2 separate regions of the Callithrix jacchus genome follow, and region 2 is linked to region 1. A link is a contact called in public Hi-C data. All regions are on one chromosome and are shown on one strand. The core of a region is the stretch at or near the end of the contact, and the rest is flanking DNA. Distances in the headings are between cores, read along the strand shown.

Evidence for each region. Hi-C and Micro-C count contacts between places; a contact is called where the count stands out from the background.
Region 2: a Hi-C map of skeletal muscle shows a contact between it and region 1, with 4 times the contacts expected there. The contact joins the enhancer-like site here to the promoter of KLHL31 in region 1. A contact is called at or near these places in 2 of 3 Hi-C or Micro-C datasets (both in skeletal muscle).

What each region holds. Positions count from the first base shown.
Region 1 is chr4:61,887,450-61,891,559 of calJac240_pri, reverse strand. KLHL31 (kelch like family member 31) reads left to right here and starts at 1,693. Exons shown (of 3, transcript XM_002746659.6): 1 at 1,693-1,908.
Region 2 is chr4:61,929,024-61,933,133 of calJac240_pri, reverse strand. No RefSeq gene overlaps it. Among named protein-coding and RNA genes, the nearest start is that of KLHL31, 41 kb to the right of the region's middle. Within about 2 kb of position 2,008, at least 2 of the 16 cell types and tissues checked have an H3K27ac peak or open chromatin away from gene starts, as enhancers often do. A contact at or near this core is called in skeletal muscle, where this site is marked.

The sequences.
Region 1 (4,110 bases), core at 444-2,943:
TGATATTCTATTGAAAGGAGCATCTTAGTGATATTCCAGTAAAACTGGAATTAATAGTCTTGAACCCTTGAAGATGATAGTATTGGTACCAACATCTTCTTGAAGGCCCTGTCCATCATTATATCATCATTATCATAAATACTGATGTAAAGCTGACTTTTGTTATCATAAAAACAGGATTGAAGGCTGAGGCAGAAAGAAAGATCACATGAGACTGGGAATTAATTTGATACCAGCTTGGGCAACATAATGAGTCCCTGTCTCTACCAAAAAAAAGGATGGAACGTTCTGGCCCTTTACCCAAGTCAAGAAGGTGGGAACAAGTCAAATTGCTTAGAAACGAACCATAATATAAGCTTTTTAAATTTATTTCTGGTGGATTCTGTGCTGGAGATGTATGGGCGGGAGCAAAGAATTTTTTTTTAAAAATCAAATAATTCTTCCTATTAAGTTGGTGGAAATTCCAACAGAGGTAGTCACTAGACAGATGCTATCCAGTGAGTTGAGAGTCTCAGGAGAACTGGAGGCTGGTAAATGTAGACTCAAAGAGCCTTAGAGTTGGAAAGACATCACAGGTGATGCAGTGCAAGCCCCCAGCCATAGAAAGAGTCTTTTCAATGTCACACCAATCCCACGGCTTCTTTTACTTCCACCTTCTAATTATAGAGAACTGGCTCTTTTACAGGGCTGCCATTTTCATCATTAGAACCCAGCTGTTATTTGCACTCTTCTTTATTTTAAGGTATTTCCCCGGAATTGCTACACATTAAAAGTTTTAACATTTTAGGCAACAGAAATTTTCATTGAATCCTCTTGCTGTGCAACAGCCCCCACACTTGCTCTCAGGAGTCTCACCTATCTTAGAAGTCCTCTCTGCCATACTTCTCTTCAGATGTCTCTGACGTGCACCGCCTCTGAAGTTTTTTTGTTCCAGCCATCTTCAGTAGGATGAAGAGTAAGTTCTCAGAGTACCAAGATGGCAGAGCGATGCCTAACACATCGTCTGACTAATGAAGAATAATTAGAACATTATTCCATGATCTATTTTTCTATTATTGTAGCTTAATATCACGTTAACTTTGTAAGCAACCATTTCACACTCTTGGGTGCCCATTGAAAGTTTGTAGTCAGTTACAATCTTTGAATTTTTGTTTCACATGAAGTGTTGCCAAAGCAGATATTTCCCAACCTGTGTGTCTGCTAGAGTGTGTGTTAATCTCAGACCTCTCTGTGATTACTGGAAAATCACTGGCCGTAAACCTTACTTTATTAAACTATAAAATGACCCTAATAATGTTAGAACCACATGTGAGGTGCTGTAGGAAGTACCATGTCTGGTAGACATGTGCTTCTCTTGTAAAGAACAGGCTATTTATAACCACTGTCTTCTCAAAAGACCATAGGTGACCAGGCTAATTACCTTTCTAAAAGCTAATTTTTAATTCACAGCATTCCCTTCTTTTTACTCTACTGGAATCCCTGCTTCCAACAATTAAACACCCATCGAGTTAATTTTCTTTCCTCTCACACAGGTTGACTGAGCTCTTGACTTTTTTTTTTTTTTCTTTTTTGGAACAGCTGGTCAGGTCAAGAAACCCAACCCCTCTCCACCAACCGGAGCCCCGCCCCCTGCCCCCGGCTGGCCGGCCGGGGAGTGGAAGGCCAAAGACGGACAGGAGGGAGCTCGCTGCTGCTCCCCGCCAAAGCGCAGGCTCGGCCTGCCTCATCCAGTGGGACGGCAAAGGGTCACTCTAAAAATTGCTGCAGCAGGGTCTTGTCAGGTGGCTGCTGGTGGCTCCCCACCGGATTTTCCTTCTCCCTCTCTCTGTCTCCACAGATCCCTTCCCAAGAGGAGTCTCCTGCTAAAACTTCATCATCTCAAGTTGAGCTGCCACTTCACCCAGGAGGGTAAGGAGCTGGGACCATTAGTCGCCAATTCCTACCTTCTAGATCCTGGGGTGTGTGTGGTTGTGTGGGTGGGAGAGGGTGGGCTGAGTGTTTGCGGTTGTAGAGCTATTTTACTGAAGTGAGTCTACAACTGGGTCAGGTGGTTAGTGTCCCTAATCTGAAGTTGGGAGGCAAAAAACATTTTTTTGAAATCTGAGAAATATAATGTGTTGGGAGAATGTCACAGTAACAGAAATGCATGAGAGTGATACCCTACAAACATAAAACCACCTGTAATTTCTAACAAAAATTCTCAATCTCTGAAGCTTAAGATATATTTTTCTTTCACTACTTTACAGAGAAGGAGAAGGAAAGCAAATTCTTAGGCTTTGTTCACAAAGTTTAGAATTCTACCTTTATTTTTATCAAAAATCTTTTAAATATTTGGTACTGATCAATTTGGATAAAATGTTACCATTTTATCTAAATTTGAGGCACAAAAATCAGGCATCTCTGAATTCCCAGAAATATAACTTATTGACAAAATAGAAATATCCTTCCTGCAAAAAAACTCAAATTTGTTATTTGGCTTAAAAATAGGTTTTTGTCTTAAATGTGCACATATCATTATGCTGACATACATTTTATATTAAAAATTGTGTTGGAAGTATATGGTAAAAAGGAAACCTCCCACTGTCCCCAAAGTTGGACTTAAAATGGCAAGCGACAGAAGCCAGGAGGGTTTCTATTCCTGGAGGTTAGGGCTGATGAGCGCCGACAGATGCAGTGATAGGAATGTGTCCAGGACAGGGAGCAGGAGCAGCTGATTCGCCCCTTTGGCAAAAAGACATTCTGGGATCCCAGTTCATACTGGCAGGAGATTGACAGTGACACTTTAGCACACATGGCTTTTCAGCTTGCCCTGTTGTAGACTGTCTCCCAGGAAGCGTGGGTGCAGGGCCATGGGAAGGAAAATGACCTTAAATGTGAAGTAATAACTTTTCTGTAACCAGCTTTAGGAGACTTCATCTGGGATCTGTTTGGGGCCAAGAAGAATTTAAGTGCAATATTTTCACATGGACTTTCCCACTTACAGACAAGGGTCCGATTATGTACCATTGCTTAGAGGCATTATTCTCAGTCCAGTGGTTCTGGATCTATTTTGGGTATGACCTCATGAAAATGCTGAGCCCACTCTGTGGAAAGTACACATAAACACATGCACGCAATATGTTTCAGACTATTCCACAGGACTCATGGACTCACCTGATACCTAACCCAGATCAGGAATGCCAGGTATAAGTCAGGTCACCCAGTTACGTTTGAATTTCAGGTAAGCCACAAATCATCTTTTAGTATAAGTATGTCCCCAACACTGCCTGGGACATACTTATACTAAAATATGATTCATAGTTTATCTGAAATTCAAGTGTAACGTAACATCTTGTATTTTCATTTGCTAAATCTAGCAGTTCAGACCCAGATACATAGATCCCATGTGAAGAAACCCTGTCTCAGTCGGTTCATCCCTAACTGATAATGAGTAGATTCTAAAGATATGGAAGGCCATATTAAAGGGAGAATTGGTGTAGGAACAGATTTTGACAATTCTGACAGCAAAAGTAAGCTGTATATTCGTAATTCTCTGCAATAGTATAGAAGAAAAAGTAATGGATCTCCTTGTTTGACAAATGATTAAGCTGAAATCCTAAAAGGTTGGATGTTCTGCCCCAGGTCTATCAAGTGGTTAGAGCAGAATGAATACCAAAACCCAGTTTTCAGTTCTATGATGATCAAAAAGACATCAGTCTTAAAAGTCAATTTGTAACTCCCTCTCCCTCCAACACACAAAACACTAGGAAAAAGAAAGAGCCATTTTACTAAAGCTTTCAACAACACCCAAACAAAAACTTTTGTACTGTGTCTTTGTGTCCTATATCCAGCCTTAGAGAATAGAATTATAGTTAACTTTGGGCATAGAGTCTGTATACTTTATAGGTAAAAGCTAGGCACAGCCTATAGCTAAGTTGAACCACATGAAATTGAAAATATTTGCTTTTAATTTCGTATTCAATCTAATACTTCTAAAGGAAGTGCTTGGTTATCTGATCAGCAAATGTATGCAGGCCCTCCTTGGCCCTATTTATTTGGCTTACCTAACCTATTGGATTTCCACATTCTTACTACCCTGATTAGGAGACAGAAATCCATGGGATGGATGTC
Region 2 (4,110 bases), core at 759-3,258, 41 kb before region 1:
CGATGACATGGGTTTCTGGGAAAACAAACAAGAACAGCGAGAATTGGTCACCAGCAGATTAAGTGATATTAAAACACGTGAAACGTCATTTCATCATTTCCTAGTCCAGGGCTATGTAATCTAATTTTAAACACCAGTTAAATGGAAGCTCAGGGGAAAAGAGGACGTTTACTCCCCTTGCTGGGTGCTTGGTAACCCAGCCTGCACCTCTCTCCTGCCAGCAGCAGCCATGGCAGGCCACCTGTGCTGCTGAAGTTTATCCACAAAATCCATGACTCTTCTGGGCATCTCCTCCAAATGGCCACAACCGGCAGTTTGAGTTTACGAGATGAGAGAGGAAAAGGCCAGTCTGGAGTTAGAAAAGCAGGTAGTCACCAAAGCGTGCTTCAGAAGAGATCAAATATTTGGCCCCACTCCCAAGCCCATGGTAAGCAATTTTTAAGCCCTAACTCCATAAAAGGACCCATATTTCTTCCCAGAGAATTCAGGCATGGAGGATCTGGCTTACAATAATGTGACCTCAACTTATATTAAAATACTTTAGAGTCTTGAAGGGTTTTAGAGCAGAGAGTTGTCAAAGGATGCAGCCATCCATATGCCTCTGGTTTTGATGGTAGTGTTTAGATCTTGCTTCCTACATAAACTTGAGAAATAGGTTAGGACTAGAGACCCTGCCTTAAGTCCTTGGTGCCTCCCCAAACACATGGCAGTACTGGGACACAGTGCAAGTTCAATGCATCTTGGCTGAGTGGATCCTAATTGTTAATTCATCATGGTGCATTCTAATGTTAAGACAGAATTAAAAGACATCCGTGTAGAGAATGTGTTCTATTTTTTCTGCTTGGCAGGCAGAGAGTGAAAATTTCCCTTTACACTTTCCCTTCACACTCTTCCCTCCCCCAGAGCCTGCCATCTGTTCTGGAATATCAACATTCATGCAGGGTTACCCCTAGTGAGCCTTTTAAGACAATGTTTTGTCATGAGCTATAACTAGCAATGATCTAGAAGAGAGATTAAAGATGAATTTACTAATTCTCCTCCCCATCCCACCTGAGCGGTACAATACAGATATGCCACATTTAGTCATAAAACTGAATAACCCCCCAAAGAAGTGCTTGTGAAAAAGTGCTGTATGTAAATTCATAATGCCAGCTTGATCACTCTTTCAATTACCTGATCATCTTCACTCACCAACAGAATCCATGTGTGTCACACAGGAAGGGTTTACTGGGCAGCTTCTGTGGGCAGGTACGGTAAGCAGGTACAGTGGAAGATGAATAAACACTGACATTCTCCACAGACTCTACAAAAGGCATGGAAGATGAAACATAATTACAATACAAGGAGGAAGTGATAAGTGCAGAAAGGAAGATACACACACGGTGATATAGGAATTCTTGCAAAAGACCAATTCCTATGTTTGGGAGTCAGGGAGAATGTTTTTGAGGCATCTGAACTAAGCCTTGAGAAATGGGTAGAATTTCATTATATAGAGTCAGGATCCGGTAGGGAATAGCAGAAGCAGCATAAAAGTAAGAAATTGCATGAATATGGGCAAAAAATAGTGAATGAGTAATCTGGTTTCATCACCATGAGGGCACATCAGGAGGAACAAGAGGAGATAAAAGTAAGACTCCTGCTAGATCAGAAGTCAGATTCTGTTCAAGTACAAGCTATAAGTTTAGGCATTATTCCATGGGCATCTTTGTGTACAGTAGTGACCTTAGAGCTTTGTTTGAAGAAGTCTGAACCAAGTCAGGCATGGTTGCACATGCCTTGAATCCCAGCTACTTTGAAAGCTGAGGTGGGAGGATTGCTTGAGTCCAGGAGTTCAAGGCCAGCCTGGGCAACATAGTGAGTTCCCAAAAAAAGCGCCTCAAAAAAAGTAAAATCTTAACAGGTATGTGAGCTGATCTCCAGGTATGACCCCGCGTGGAAGCCAGATGACAAGGAAGCCTATTGATGCCTTTAGGAGCACAGAACAGGGTGAAGTCCAAAGCAACATCTGGCAGAGCACATGCAAGATGTTTGGCACAGTAGATAGTAGAGCCCAGTTTGATAAATGAGCAAATTGAGGCAGAGAGAGACTAAGTTGTCTAAAGCTATGTTACTGTCAAATACCAGAGTTAGTATTTGAACTCAGGGCCATCTGACTCCAAAGCTGTTGCTGAAAACCGATACTAGCTTCAGCATCATTGGAGAAATGTTGATGTCTTTTTTGGCAACGTAGAAATGCAGCTTAGTTCTCATGGCATGCACTCCATTTCAGCAACCAATCTTTAGGTCAGGGTGGTAGAAGATCCAGAGTGTTGGAGACTGTTCCTATCAAATGAGGGTTGGGTTCCAGGACAGGTAAGGAGAAAAAAAACAGGTGCTGACCATCAACAAATATAGTGAGGGCCAGGCACAGTGGCTCACACATGCAATCTCAGCTATTTGGGAGGCTGAGGCGGGAGGCTGATTGAACCCAGGAGCTGAAGGCTGCAATAAGCTATAATCACTGCACTCCAGCTTGGGTAACAGAGCAAGATTCAGATCTCTAAAAAAATGAATGAATGAATCAATGAATAATAAATAGGGGTTTCAGTGCTGGAAGATAAATAAGAAATAACAGTACTACTAATAGCATTTTAGTAATGATTTATATGGATCGTCTCAATTTTCATAGCAGCTCAATGAAGTATATGTAATAATGACTATCTAGAGATGGCTTCTTCCAAGGTAACATGTATCCATTATGTTGAGTCAAAGTTTGCTGACTTTCAATTGGCCTCCATGAGCTCTCCCGGATGGCCTCCCCACCAGCACAATGTTGTTAGCCCATGTGCCTTCCCCATCTTAGACCCCTACAGCTACCTTCTTTCTCTCGTGCCTGGAAACCAGCAGTTCTGGTTCTATTTTTTGGCTAGGAACAAAAAGATTAGGTTGCTTGAAGCCGGAAGTTCAAGGGCAGACTAAAACATGTCACTTTTTTTCTCCCAGTAACTGGATTTTTCTTCCGGTGGGTTAAATGCTTATTTAATTTGGAAAAATTCCATCTCTCATAGCACCTCTCTATTTTGAATAGGGATTGCTTGATGTTGTTTGAGGTTTATGGTGAGCCAGGCATGGCTCTTAGTTCCTTATCTCTGTTTAAGCTCATTTAATCCTCTGAAATAACTTGATGGGATGGTATTATTGCCTGCAATGCTGATTGGGAAACAGGTTCAGAGAAACTAATTATCACTTGTTTCCTAATTAGGTAAATGTTAGAAGCAGCCAGAACATGTATTCTTGAATCTTGGGTTTGAGTTAGGGCTTGTGTATGAGCCCTGTTGAGTTCCACAATACAGAATATTAATTTCATGGTTGTCTCTAGTGCTTGATAGATAACATTCCAAAATGCATGGAAACACACTTAGCCACTTTTAAGTCAGATTTGCAGACCTGCAGGCTTATTATCTCTCTGCCAGGAGCATCATATCACATGAGACCTATTACATGACCCATATCACTTGCAGGCATAAGCAGCACAGTATCCACGCTACTATATTGCAAAATCATATTAAAACAGTTGCCTCAGGCAGGCAGTGATTTCTGACTACCAAATAGCATTGTAAACAACAGGATCCCCTGAGACATTTGGTTCAACTGGATTCGTTTAATTTTTAAATATTTTAAAAATATTTCTACATTATCAAAAAGTTGCCTTATCATATTTGGAATCAATCCAGGTATTGGTCAAACTAACAATGATTTATTTGTAGTAAGGTGTAAGTTCATCAAACCACAGCTCCCCAAGGAAGCCCAATGACTTAGTATTGCCTTTCCATGGGCATTAAATTTTGTGATTCTTTTAACAAAATGAAGGCCCTATGATCCGAATGTTTGTGTTCGCAAAAATTCATATTTTGAAATCCAAATCTCCAAGGCAATGGTTTTAGAAGGTAGGACTTTTTGGGAGCTAATTAGGTCATGAAGAATTAGGGCCCTTATAAAATAGACTCAGGGAAGCTCCTTCACCTCTTCCAACATGTGAGGATACAGTGAACCAGGGAGTGGGCTTACCAGACAATGAATCTTCCAGCACCTTGATCTTGAATTTCCCAGCCTTAAGAACCATGAGAACTA